3 separate regions of the Sus scrofa genome follow, and all the other regions are linked to region 1. A link is a contact called in public HiChIP or PLAC-seq data. All regions are on one chromosome and are shown on one strand. The core of a region is the stretch at or near the end of the contact, and the rest is flanking DNA. Distances in the headings are between cores, read along the strand shown. Region 1 overlaps BCL2 (apoptosis regulator Bcl-2). Region 2 holds the start of BCL2 (apoptosis regulator Bcl-2). Region 3 overlaps BCL2 (apoptosis regulator Bcl-2).

Evidence for each region. HiChIP or PLAC-seq counts read pairs in DNA pulled down with a chosen protein or histone mark.
Region 2: a contact with region 1 is called in an H3K27ac HiChIP or PLAC-seq map of skeletal muscle. The contact joins the promoter of BCL2 here to the enhancer-like site in region 1. A contact is called at or near these places in 1 of 5 promoter capture datasets (liver), 14 of 47 Hi-C or Micro-C datasets (alveolar macrophages, embryonic fibroblasts, fetal liver and 8 more) and 2 of 2 datasets of contacts at active chromatin or transcription factors (alveolar macrophages and skeletal muscle).
Region 3: a contact with region 1 is called in an H3K27ac HiChIP or PLAC-seq map of skeletal muscle, with 2.5 times the contacts expected there. The contact joins two enhancer-like sites. A contact is called at or near these places in 5 of 47 Hi-C or Micro-C datasets (heart right ventricle, liver and skeletal muscle) and 1 of 2 datasets of contacts at active chromatin or transcription factors (skeletal muscle).

What each region holds. Positions count from the first base shown.
Region 1 is chr1:158,412,976-158,417,702 of Sscrofa11.1, forward strand. All of the region lies in intron 1 of BCL2 (apoptosis regulator Bcl-2), which reads left to right. Among named protein-coding and RNA genes, the nearest start is that of BCL2, 78 kb to the left of the region's middle. Within about 2 kb of position 2,871, at least 54 of the 83 cell types and tissues checked have an H3K27ac peak or open chromatin away from gene starts, as enhancers often do. A contact at or near this core is called in alveolar macrophages, embryonic fibroblasts, fetal liver and 6 more, where this site is marked.
Region 2 is chr1:158,334,409-158,339,232 of Sscrofa11.1, forward strand. It overlaps BCL2 (apoptosis regulator Bcl-2), which reads left to right and starts at 2,995. Exons shown (of 2, transcript XM_021099593.1): 1 at 2,995-4,824. The coding sequence starts at 4,337.
Region 3 is chr1:158,508,941-158,513,202 of Sscrofa11.1, forward strand. The region is part of intron 1 of BCL2 (apoptosis regulator Bcl-2); the gene reads left to right. Among named protein-coding and RNA genes, the nearest start is that of BCL2, 170 kb to the left of the region's middle. Within about 2 kb of position 2,826, at least 12 of the 83 cell types and tissues checked have an H3K27ac peak or open chromatin away from gene starts, as enhancers often do. A contact at or near this core is called in skeletal muscle, where this site is marked.

The DNA.
Region 1 (4,727 bases), core at 1,621-4,120:
ATTTAGGATATTACTGAGCATCCAGATTTCTTTATCTGGAAGCATATTTCCCCTTTAACTTGGGGGATAGTCATATTTCTAGAAAATTTGTAAAGGTTTGAAGGAAGGCTTCCTTTTTCAGGTGGGAAGACAGAAGGAATTCCTTTGCTTTTTTACTGACTGCTCCCTGAGGAGAGTAATAGTAAATGGTCTGGGTCTACAGAAAGGATCTTAGCAGGAAACCCCTCAAATATCAGTTGAATTAAAAATAAGGTAAAAGTACAGACCTCAAGCCATGAATAAGCATGACTCAGTGAGTCTCAGAATGCCACAGTGTGCCAGTATGAAGAGAACTCTTGGTGAAGGTTCTCGTCAAATGCCACCTCACCTGGAAGATTCCATGCAGGAAGCCTTCTGGAATCTTCCAGTTAGGATTAATGTCTGTCTCTTCATTTGCGACCTGCTCAAGGGCTGAGTTCATGCCCTTTTTGATTTTTGTATCAGCAACAGTGCCCACTCCACAGTTTCTATTTTCCAAATACCTAGTGATTTAACATGAGCTGAATGCCAACTGACACACCGTGTCTTCAAAATCTAGGTGGCCAATTTTGTTGAAAGACCCTAGAATTGAAGGTTTATCTAAAAATGAAGCAAGTGAGAATCTGTCCATTCTGCTGCCATCAGAGGATCAAAAATGTTGGCTGAATTCTGGTCACCTGTGCTCTGTATTCATAGCAACAAAGTGACTGGAGCAAGTGCAGCTGATTTTTTTTATTATTACTCAATGAATTTTATTACATTTATAGTTGTACAATGATCATCACAACCAAATTTTATAGCATTTCCATCCCAAACCCCAGCGCATCCCCCCACCCCCCAACCTGTCTCATTTGGAAACCATAAGTTTTTCAAAGTCTGTGAGTCAGTATCTGTTCAAGTGCAGCTAATTTATGTTAGAACACAGCCCTGCGAGGTTTCCCCCACTAAAAGCATACTCTTTCAACTGATAAAGTGAGTGTGTTTGTTGAGAAAGCTACTGAAAGCAAATGATACTGAATTCCAACTAGTACACTTTATCCTAGGAAGCATCAAACTGAAATATTTCCCATTTCCTCCCTGAGTAGGAGGGCCCCTGAAGTTGCCCCCCAACACCCAGACCCTAGCAGCATCCCCCTGGGGCTCCAGCCCCAGGTTGCCAAGATGCCCCAACTAGCCCTCAGTGTCTCCTAAAGTTTCCTCAGTGCTCTGCCTTCACGGGAGCTGGGTGCCACTTCACAGGGGTAGGCCTCAGGTAAAGACTAGAAGAGGGACATGTGTTCTGGAAGCTCATCTTGCGCCCCACCCCCACCCCAAGCCCAAAGAGGAAAAATCCATCCCTTGCGTGTGAAGAGCAAGCTTTAGGGCATTTGCTGACAAACAGATAAAGTCGCTGCCTACACTGCTGGGTGCCGTTTTCCGTCACAACTGGCCAAGTAAACACCGACTCTGCTGTCTCCTTCAGGCCCCACCGTATATTTATGAATGGGATCGTTTCCTCATTTTCTTTTCCTGTCAGTAGCAGGGAAGTCAGAAGGCATTACCTCCAAAATGGGGAAAGAACACTGCAAGTCCACACATTTGCAGCCATCTGTGGCAGAGCCCCGATGTCATGGGCCCCGTCCCTTCGGGGTTTGTCCTGAGTTTCTGATTTATACCTTTTTACCCTCTGGAGGGCCTAGAAATGCTGAAGTGAGATGAAATGACTGATTAGCCTCAAGTTCTGTTTTCACTGGAGTCTTTCTGGACGGCCTCTGATTCCTTCCCCTTTCAAGCCCTCGGTGGCATGAATCCACTGGGTTTCTGCCCACATCACTGCATTCCTAGGATGCCTTTCACAGGCCTTTGCAAGATCATCTGACAGCCGCCTGTGAGGTCAATGAACTTTATACATAATTAAACCTTCGCAGTGAGGAGAATTAATTTTTTTCCCCTCCCTGAGAAGCAGAGAAACAGGACATGTTATGCTGCCCTCCATTACTGAGGAAAAGTTCTGTGGAGTCATCAGGCTCGTTTCACATGATTTAATGCTGAACCGAATAAGAAAGTGGTTGCATCCTCTACTGGGCCTCACAGAACAGTCACCACCCACACTGTTTATTCAGACTTGAATCTTGGCCATTTGGGGTTTAAGCCAGAAGAAAGGGGGGGGGGGGAATCCAACCCTGGAATGAACGCTTTTGAAACTCTGTATTCTTGATGAAATGCGGCCAAGGATTCTTTAAAAAATCTATTTAAAATCAATTACTGGGATCGTATTTTCATTTACAATGGATTGTTAGCAACAGCATATTTTCTCTGTTTCCATCCAGCTTTGGAGTCAGGGCTGGAACTGGAATCCTCCCTCTGTTTGCCTGGGTATCTGATGCCACCACCCAACTATGTGGGTAATTGGGCAACTCTGACCTTTGACCAGCTTTCCATAAAATAACAAGGAAAGGTGTGAGGAGGCAAGGAATCAAATGAAAACAAGCCTAAGGGATTGCAGAAAGAGTGCTCCCCTGCCCCGGGGGGAGGGGAGGGACAGGAAAATAAGAGGCATCTCTCATATTAGAGGAAAGAGAAAGTAAAGGGCAGGACTGGGTATGCCTGGGAAGAGAGGCCCCAGGACCATCTGCCAGGGTTGCAAAAAAAAAAAAAAGGAAAAGAAAGAAAAAAGAAAATCTCAGATATGTCAGATTGTCTCGGGTTTTTAAAGCTCTCTAGAGGAGATTCTGGAACGTCCGGCCGCTACCCACCCTACTCTTGGCGGTTCCTACAGCCAGGGCATTCTTATTTCCAGCCTAAACTGTGCACGTGGAGCTGCTTCAGGGGCTAAGTTATTGATGGGGACCGCCCCACCTCCCCAGGCACGTGTTACTCCGAAGCTGGGAGGGAGCCTGTGAGTTGCTGATTGGTTGAAGCTACTGTCACTTTGCCCTCCATACCCAGCAGCCCCCAGGGCGACTGGTGGAATTGGTGCTGGGCACAGGATGGAGACTTTAAGAGTCTGGCACTGTTACCTGGCATTTTGTGTACGTCATCAGGAGGAAAGGACATCGCTGTGACATGTCCACATATCCAGGAATGAGCTTCACAACCATGTGCAACTATTAAGTATGAACCTCCGCTTTTGGATTTTAAGCGATCCAAGTTTTTAAGGAACAACTCTTGAAAACCAGAAGGGAGATAGACTCTTGAATTTCACTGACCTCGAGATGGTAGGTAGTTCTGCTCCTCAGTTTTCTAAATAAGAGCTCAGACTCTACGGGTAGCTGCTGTGTCTCCAGTTCTATCCCTGGACCAGGAACTCGCGCATTATGTGGGCAGGGCCAAAAAAAATTAGAGCTGAAAGCCAGAGAGCTTAAGGGACCAATCCTGGACTAGACATCAGGTCTCATGCCCCCTCCCTGCCCCCAGTGTCCTGCCCTTCAGAGGATGGTGGTCTGGAGGCGAAGTGATGCTGGGACTGAGGTCACTTTCTCACTTCCTCTGGCCCCTTCCGCCTCCCCGGCAGATGCGCAGGGAATGGTCAGCGCCTCTGTGAGGGAGTTACAGATTCATTGAAAAGCTGTCAGATACCCCCGGGCGGCCTGGCTCCTTCCCTTTTTTTTTTTTTTTTTTTTTTTTTTAAATAAATCAAGTTATGTCATTGCCCTACCTCAGGCTGCACTTTGTTCCAGAAGGGAAGTGGTCGTCTTCCCTTTCATCCGCCCACCCCCATCTGCACCGAGTTGCAGTTCCCTGTGCATATAAATTACTGAATGAGTGGAGTGAGCAGTGCAATTTGATGGTGAGGGTCTCGAGCCCTCAAAGACTAAGCCCGGTGTCCACTCCTCACTCACCTTCCCTGTCTGTCTAGTGATAATAATACTTGTGCTAACTGCCTGAAGGGCCCCTAGGAATAAATGATAATATCTATAGATATCTTTAAAATATGCAAAACTCAGGGTTCTGATATTGTGAAATATTTCAAGCAAACAGGAAATGTAGAGAATAAGATAGCAAATGCCTTTGTATCTACCATCGCTGTCATATCTTTATGCACTATTGGCTTCAGATCTTCTTACCTCACTTTAAAATGAGAGAGAAAGAGAGAAAGAGCGTGCACTTCCTCAGTCCCATTCCTCTTTTCTGTTCTCTGAGCTTCACAGCTTCCATTTAAATTTGGTCTCTATTATTACTAAGCATGATTGCATGTTTTACACATGTGTTTTTCCATAGACAGTATGTATATTTTTCACTGTTTTCAGTCTTTCTCTATACAATATCATTGGCTTTGGTGAGATTCATCTCTTGTAAAACATGGACCTCTGCTTCATCCATCCCCCATTCTGTGTGGTAGTCTATCAAAGGAAGGTCGTTACAGTTGTTTCTAAATTTTAAAATGTCCATTTGAAGAATATGATAGAGGTTTCTAACTTCGTGATATTACAGATGGTGCTACAACACATGCATGTTCTTTGCCTACATGTGGGAGAGTTGAGTTTTTCTTAGAGATAGAGATAGGTAGGTAGAGAGACAGACAGACATCTACATATGCAACATGCCCAGGAGCTAAGTGATAAAGTTAGAACATCTTCAACTTCCCTGGATGTCGCCAAATTGCTCTCCAAAGTGATGGCATCAATTCACCACCATTGTGGTTTGAGAATTCCTACTGCCCCATATTCTCTCCAGTATGTGTCATTGTCTTATTTAAATTTTTCTTTTGCCCATCTGATGGCTGTGTA
Region 2 (4,824 bases), core at 1,745-4,244, 78 kb before region 1:
AAGATATTTATGTCAATTTTATTTCAAAAAAGTTGGAAATAATAATGTAGGAGATACTTAAAATTGGAAATTAGTGTTTTGGATTGCTTATTCCATCCTGTGAGATGTTATATTTTTAAGCAGTTCATTTTTTCTTTTATGCAGCCTCTCTGCTTGTTTTTACTCTTACTAGTCAGTTCCCTTTGTTTACAGATTTATTTGCACTTCAGTATGCCTAAATGGTTTGGGTTCATGTTTTATATTTTTAACTCTTTCATCTTATTAGCTGTCAATTCCCTTTTCAACAGTGTCTTTCTATCCTCGTTTTAAATAAAAATTTTAATAGTTGGGAAGATTTGATATATACCTGTATGAAATATTAGTATGTTTAGATTAGAATAATGTCCTTTTTGAATTTCATAAACTTTAGGAACATTTACATTGGTGATGGATGAAGAGAACTTTCTGAAGGATGCTGTTAAATATCAACCAGTAGGTGGCGAAAACTGGCAATAAAAAGCTTTTGTTTGGCAGATTTGAGAATAAAGAAGGGAAAACACAGGCCTTTTAGACTCTTGACACAATCTCCATTCCCTCCGTTTTGTTCTTTTCTCCTCCTGGTGCTACCCTACTGCTAGAACCCAGCCAGGTGAAGCTAGGAAAAGGACCATCCATTGGCTTTTAAAGGTGGGACATATCTTGAGAAGTGAAAAGCCCACAGTGCCTACATTTGGAACATCATTGGAAGGTCTCTAAATTCACACTTAGGACTCCTGACTCAGACCAGTGCTCCCTCCACTAGCTGAACAATACCCAGAAACAACCAGTTAATTCCACTCTTCCAGGGAGTACTTGTCTTACCCTTTAGGTGGAATCTAATAAACATGAATGGAGGAAGGGTTTCATTCTTTTGATTGAAAGTATCCAGAACATTCCTCGGGAACGTACAGTACTGCTTTGGTCAAGAACTAATGCAGACCTGTCCTAAGAGTGTTTGATTATGGTCAAGATGCTACATAAATGTGGAAGAATCTGTAAAGTGAGGTTCTAAAGTAAAAGAAAAAAAAGGAAGCTTTTCTTTCTCTGGGAATAGGGTATCTGTTTCCTTCCGGTTGCCCGCTCTGTAGAAGTACAATCTCTTTTCCAGCTCTGGCCTTTCATTTCCTTACTCACATGCTGGGTCTCAGAAGCACTAAGGCTTTCAGTTCCCCTTAAGTAATCTTGAGGGTTTGACAAGGTTCTCAAACAAGGTTCTCTCATGATTCCTAAACCGTGATGTGTGGCATTAGCACAGGTTTCTGCTCTTTATGTGAACAGAGAGCCCAGATCAATCGATACCCAGTGTCTCTCTCCAGGACAGCATACCTCCACGCCGCTGCCATGGATAAAAGGCGACACTGTCACAGTTGGGAGGCAGGAAGTACCATCTTCATTCATTCTCTCTTGCCAGGATAAGACATTTGTACCAGACATCCATTCCTATATGCAAGAGGCTTGGCATTGTTAGCTGATTGGCTTTGATGGGTGAAGAAAGGAAAATAATTTGCTGTGCTTATTTTGCCAAAGAATGAATGCTTTGATTTTAGATTAGGAATGAGACAAAATAAAGGTAGTGTGAGAACATATTTGTACTTGTGGCAGTACTCACGTGTCATGTTTCTATGATCACAACAATCCAGTATCCCTATATGTTTGTTCTTGAGTTCTATTAGGTAAGCTACCCTGCTATTTGTAAATTTTTCTTGGTGCTTTATTTGTCAAAGACTCTTAGAGATAAAAATAAACACATGCCACTTGTTTGCTCTTTGTGCCTTTCTCCTGGGGGCTGTTCATGCTTGTGAATAAAAAAAAATGTGTATATAGTGCGTGTGCGAGTCTGTGTTTGTGTATAAATAACTCGAGAAGGTGCAGCTATCTAGATTGGCTGCTAGGTGGCCGTGGACCCACTTACCCTGGTTTGGGGGCTTGGGGCCTTAAGGTAGCCCTGTAGCCTCCCACGGTAGCGTGGCGGGCAGCCCCTAACCCAGTGCCCAGACTGTTAGTAGAGGAAAAACATTGACTTAACCACTTGAAAGCCCTTGGTATATACCCCACTAATCCCTCTGCCGGGCCACTGAGAGCTATGTCTGGCTTTGGTCATGGATGGTGTCACCGAAGTGTATTCTCTGCGTGGACACCTAGGAAGCAACTTGAAAGTAAACACACGCTTGGGGCTTCCCTCGCTGATGAATGTGCAGCAGCGTCGCCTCCGTTCGGAGGGCAGCGCTGAGGTCTCTTTGCTTCGGTCAGCATCTGCCAAGCGCTGGTGTGTACACACACAGGGGCTGCTGTGTGTACACACACACAAGGGCTTGTGTGTACACACACACACACACACACACACACACACACACACGGGAGCGCGCGCGCGGTTAGGGCCGAAGTGATTACTGGCGCTTGTTTTCTTGGCGCCCACCCCCGTCCCCTAGCAGCCACCCATCCGGCCGCGTGCGGTTCCCCCGGCGGCCCTGGCCGCTCGCCGGGCCCTCCGAAGGCCCGAAGAGGCCCCGCGCACACCCACCGCGCCGCGGCCGCGCGGGAGGCCTGCGCCGCCCGCGCCACCCACCGGCTGGGCCCAGCGGGCAGGCTGAGCGAGCGGGCGGGCGGGGGCTGTCCCGGGCTCGCCCTCCCCGGCCGCGGCCCTGCGCGCCATGTGTCCCCGCGGGGCGCGCCGCTCCAGAGCCGGCCGCGGCTCCTTTAACCCAGGGAAGGGGAGCGGGGCGGAGGGGGCGGAGGGGGCGGTGGGGCGGCTCCGAGGAGGGCTCTTTCTTTCTTCTTTTTTTGAATGAACAGTGTGACGTACATACAGGAAACCAGTCGGTTAGAGGAGAATGAAGTAAGAGGCCAGCCCCCCCGGCCCCGCGCCCGCCCCCTTCCTCCCTGCGCTGGCCCCCGCCCGCCGGGCTCCCGCCCGCCAAGCTCGGTTTCCCCGCCGAGCCGCCGCCGCTGCCGCCGCCGCCGCCGCCGCCGCCGCTGCCAGCGAAGGTGCCGGGAGCCGAGCCCTCCCCGCCGGCGCGGCCGTCATCGCCCTGAGCGGGAGCGCGGGGGAGGCGGGCGCAGCCAGCTCTGCCGCGCAGGAGCAGGAGGAGGAGAAAGGGTGCGCAGCCCGGAGGCGGGGTGCGCCGGTGGGGTGCAGCGGAAGAGGGGGTCCAGGGGGGAGAACTTCGTAGCAGTCATCCTTTTTAGGAAAAGAGGGAAAAAATAAAACCCTCCCCCACCACCTCCTTCTCCCCACCCCTCGCCGCACCACACACAGCGCGGGCTTCTCGCGCTCGGCACCGGCGGGCCGGGTGCGTCCAGCCTTCATTTATCAAGCAGCTTTTCGGAAAATGCATTTGCCGTTCGGAGTTTAATCAGAAGAGGATTCCTGTCCCCGTCCCCGGCTCGTCCACCGGCCCCCGGTCCCTGTCTCTCTCCCGTGGAGGCGTGAAGCGGCCCCGCGGATAGAAATCCATGTCCGTGCCCGCGCGTGTGTGTGCGTGTGTAAATTGCCGAGAGGGGAAAAATCACAGGACTTCTGCAAATCCCGGACTGAAAATTGTAATTCATCTGCCGCCGCCGCTGCCTTTCTTTTCTCGTGCTCTTGAGATCTCTGGTTGGGATTCCTACGGATTGACATTTCTGTAAAGGAGAAGTCTGGGAATCAAACTGGAAATTCTCCTAATTTTTACACCTCCTCCCCCAGCTCCTGATTCATTTGGAAGTTTCAAAGCAGCTATAACTGGAGAGTTCTGAAGATTGATGGAATCTTTGCCTTATGCATTTGTTTTGTTTTCACAAAAAGGAAACTTGACAGAGGATCATGCTGTCCTTAAAAAATACAAGTAAGTTCTTTGCACAGAAAATTGGCTTAATGTAACTTTCAATGGAAACATTTGAGATTTTAACTTTTAAGTGCATTCGAGTAAGTTTAATTTCCAGGCAGTTTAATACATTCTTTTCAGCTGTGTAACTTGTAGTGTGTTAAGCCCTGCTTTCACCCAGTGTATAAAGGGAAATGCACCTGATTTTGACTGATTAGTTTTTTTAACCTTTCAGCATCACGGGGGAAGTAGACTGATATTAACAATAATTAATAATGTGCCTCATGAACTAAAGATCCGAAAGGAATTTAAATAAAAATTTCCTGCATCTCATGCCAAGAGGGAAACACCAGAATCAAGTGTTCCGCGTGACTGAAGACACCCCCTCAACCAAGAATGCAAAGCACATCCAATAAAATAGCTGGATTATAACTATTCTCTCTTTCGGGGCCGTGGGGTGGGAAGCGGGGGCGAGAGGTGCTGTTGGTACCCGGCTGCTTTTCCTCTGGGAAAGGATGGCGCACGCTGGGAGAACAGGGTATGATAACCGGGAAATAGTGATGAAGTACATCCACTATAAGCTGTCGCAGAGGGGCTACGAGTGGGATGCCGGAGACGCGGGCGCCGCGTCCCCGGGGGCCGCTCCCGCACCGGGCATCTTCTCCTCCCAGCCCGGGCGAACCCCCGCTCCCGCCAGGACCTCGCCGCCGCCGACCCCGACCGCCCCCGCCGCCACCGCCGCCGCCGCCGCCGCCGCGGGGCCTGTACTCAGCCCGGTGCCACCTGTGGTCCACCTGACCCTGCGCCAGGCCGGCGATGACTTCTCTCGTCGCTACCGCCGCGACTTTGCCGAGATGTCCAGCCAGCTGCACCTGACTCCCTTCACCGCGAGGGGACGCTTTGCCACGGTGGTGGAGGAGCTCTTCAGGGATGGGGTGAACTGGGGGAGGATTGTGGCCTTCTTTGAGTTCGGTGGGGTCATGTGTGTGGAGAGCGTCAACCG
Region 3 (4,262 bases), core at 1,576-4,075, 96 kb after region 1:
CTCAGGAGCATCAAGTACTTATCAGGGCAAACAGACAAGGTGCCCATGAAGGGACAGAGAAAAAAATTCTCCAGGAGGGGAGCTCCCATTGTGGCTCAGCAGGTTAAGAACCCAACTAGTAACCATGAGGATGCAGGTTCAATCTCTGGCCTTGCTCAGTGGGTTAAGGACCCAGTGTTGCTGTGGCTGTGGTGTAGGTCAGCAGATGCAGCTCCAATTCAATCCCTAGACTGGAAATTTCCATACGCCAAGGGTAAGGCCTTAAAAAAAAAATACACACACACACACACCCCTCCAGGAGGTAAACACTTACCTTGATCTCAGTGTCCAGCACATCAAAGCACCAATCACATATGATCTGCAGAGCCTCCAGGGGATTTAGCCACATGGACGGTATTGGTGGTCTCTAGGGGTTGGTTTCAGAAGCACAGTGGAGGAAGCAGCCAGGCCGAGTGGATTAAAGTGTGGGTGGAAAGGCCACCGATGTAGGTGGGTGATCAGTTTATCTTGGAGGGCAAGGCAGAGGAGATAACTTTCAGGATGGAACCCGGCATCGGTGTGGACATTCTGAGCAAATCTGAACATTCATAGGCCAAGGAAAAAGACAGAAGGAGGATGAGGTTGACAATATAGTTGTGAGCAGGGATAATTGATGGAGGATGAGTGGAACAAGTGTGCGGTGGAAAGGAGCGGGGAGGACAGACAGAGATGTGAGTTGATGGGGGCACCCAGGTAGGAAGCTGCAGTAATTCCCGCCCAACAGCCCGATTTGCTCAAAGAAAGAGGTGACTGCTAAACAGTGCAGGTAACACATGAGAAAAGAGTTGCTGTTTGGAATCGTCATGGAAAGAAACAGAGGCGAGATCCCGGGCAAGGGAGTGCTGAGTGCCGAGTGCTTTCTAGAACTCTCTGAGTGTGGAGCCCATAAATTGAGAGACGGCCCAGTCAACATGGTTGGGCAATCTTTGTCAGCAACACCTGGAGGCCAGAGGTGGCGGGGGGTGGGGGGAGAAATGGATCAAGGTCAGGGCACAGAGGAAGATTGGGATGGGAGGAAGCCAGTTGCAGGCAAGGAGGAGGAGGGGCCTAGGGAGATAAAACCAAGTACTGGCTGGTATTCTAACCCCACCAGCCCGAGAGGCTGGAGACGACAGCCCAGCCCCATCCCTCTCCAGCTCCTCTAGGCTTATTAGTGTGTGCCGTGAGTAATTTACCTGTCTACATTTCATTTCTCCCATCTATGTAAAAAGGCAATACTTTATTTTTTTGCTTTTTTATGGCCTCGGGTGTAGCATATGGAAGTTTCCAGGCTAGGGGTCAAATTGGAGCTACAGCAATGCCAGAACCGAGCTGCATCTGAGACCTACGCCGTGGCTTGTGGGGACACCAGATCCTTAACCCACTGAGCAAGGCCAGGGATCGAATCCGCTTCCTCATGGATATAGTCAGGATTCATTTACACTAAGCAATAGCGGGAACTCCTGAAAAGAGGGTGCTATCTTTACTATATGGTGCAGGCAATCTGAACTTCCGTGGAAGTAACATCCAGCTCAGTTTTGCGTTACTATGGTTTGCCTTTTTTGTTTTTATAAGGTTGTCACGAGGGAGGTGATCCCCATGGATCACTGATCTCTGTGTGCACCCCCGAGGCGGGACAGAGCCCTCACCAGTCCTGACACGAGCAGGGGCTGCTGTGCCTCCCAAATATATAGATTGGGATTTGGTCCGAGTCACGTGATGATGTCCCAGGTTTTCTTTTTCCCCCTTTGTTGCTTTTAATACATAAAATGAGCATGTGTTTATTTAAAACAGCTTTCAAACTTAAACAAATAATGACAGACTGTTCAAACAGACTTCGGAAATCACCCTAATCAGGATGTTTGGAAAAGCGAGAAGACTCTCCATGAAAGTAGCTTTTAGGATCTTCATGCCTGAAACCACAGGGTCTGTTTTACACTTTAGAATCATAGATGGCAAACTGTAAAGGACAGATTCGATCTCAGGGCACACCTCGGCCCTACAACGTGACTTAATAATTTATGAGGAAGTAGAGTTGAGCGTGTGTTATTGCTTCCAATCTTCCATCAAAGCACATCATGTATACATTTTAATTCACAATTTCTATAGAAATCACCAAGGGAAGGAAGGCGGGGGGTGGGGGTGGGGGGGAGGAAGAGAACACGGAAGGAAGGAAGGAAGAGACACCTTAGAGGGAGCTACTAAAGTGCTTCTGGAACTAGCAGGTTCTGTAGACCATCTGGAGGGAAGGGTGGTTTAAGGAGGGATGTAGCAGGTTTGCAAGAGGACAGAACAGAGAGTGAGTTAATGCCTCCAATAGTTCACACTCCGGGCCACATTTACAAATGGCTTTGAGTCACCTACGTTTATCTTCACAACAACCAATTTTCTGGGTGAAATAAATGAGGCTCAAGGAGGGGTAATTTGTTCAAGGTCATAAGCAATAAAATGTCAAAGCTGGGATTTCACACAGACCACCTCCCCCCAAGTTCAGAACTAGTCCCCAGACTCTTGGGGGCTGTGTCAGCGTCTCTGTGCTCATTCTTTGGATTAAGAGATGCCACTTTAGCTCATCCCACTTTAGAGGTGAGTTTTTCCTTCCAGTGCACATCAGAAGTGGGCCATTAGGTCCATTAGAAACACAGTTATTTACATGAGGGGCCAGAGCTTGGGAGAGGGAATTAGTCCAGCCCAGAGAGGGGGAGGTATTTGGAGGGGTGTTTCTTCCCACTGGTACGTGCATCAGGCAGAGCAGCCTGAGATTGCCCTTTCTTCCTGCACTTTTCCAGGGTGGCTCTTAGGCCAGAAAGGGCAGAAGGCCAAGGCCTTAGTCTGTTTCCTATTCTGCCTCAGAAAACTCCATTAATAACCAAGGGGATACAGGATCCAACCACTGACCCTCTCAATGTCAAGCCAAACTGCATAAGGCCCAGGGCCAGCACTCCTAGGAATTTGGGCCTCCTTTGGCTGGGCTATTAGGGGTTCCAGCCCGCCCATCCCTCAGAGAGAACAGCATGGAGGGGAAGGGATGTTAGATGATTGCTGTATGTCCGTGTGATCCTGGGATGCACTTTGTAAGAGGCAGTTTCTCTAAGTAGATCCTGATCCTTTCTGCCCCATTTATTCCACTTTTACAGAGAGAAGGTAGGTGTCTTGACAAACAATCATGATTATTAGTTCTGCTTTAAGGGCATTAAGCCCATACTTCATTTATGTCTATTGCCTTGCTTTGCACTAAGGCTCAAACTTGGAAAATTTAAGCAGGTTAAGAAAGAAAGCCCTTGCGCCCTCTCCTGGTAAAGTTAACCCAGTACATCTGAAGGTAGAGCTCCTGCACTTGTTGGGGAGGGAGCAGTTACTTGTCCAGGCTAACTTATCTTGTGCTGATTTAAGGAAAACTGTTGGCACACTAGATTGACCATTGGGTCTTCTATGGGCTGTGATCACAGAGTTTCTTCTAAACCTTTGTTCACAGGGTTTCTCAGCCTCAGCACTATTGACATGTTGGGCTAGATAATTCTTTGTGGTGAGGGCAGTCCTGTGCATTGTCGGTCACTGGACAGCATCCCTGGCCTCGACCCATTAGATGCCAGTAACATCCTTACTCCAGTCTGTGACTACCAACAATGTTTGCAGGGATTGTCAAAGGTCCCCTGCGGGGGTGGGGTGCAAGACCATCTCCAGTGAGAACTGTTGACCCAAACCCTTGCCTGTCTTTTCAAAAAGGTGCCATGGTCACAGGGAGAAAGCAAGGATGGCTCAGCACAAACCGTTTGTGACTATGGGAAGCAATTTTGATGACTGGTCTTCTGAGTTCACCTCTGGAAATTTGTCTCAAAAAAAAAAATCCAAACAAGTAGACAATAATTTACATACAAACATGTATCATAATGTTGTTTATGATGGATGGCAAAAATTTTAAACAATCCAAATAAAGAATTGGTTGAATAAAGAACAACCCAGATATATGATATATCGATGGAATATTATGCAGTCAGGAAAAATAATTGTGTACATATATATTTAACAATGTGGAAAGTTCCCTTAATGATACCTTAAACTCTTACCTTTGAGACTACTGCAAGATTCTCAGAAGTTGTGGTATGTAGAAGGGATGATTTCAAGCAGGCAGAGTAAGCATCTGGGTGAAGTATTAGGCCCAACACAAAATTCAAACCAATGATTGGCTTCAGAAAACTTTACTTGTTAATTGAGTAAACATTTATTAAGCACCTACATACCAA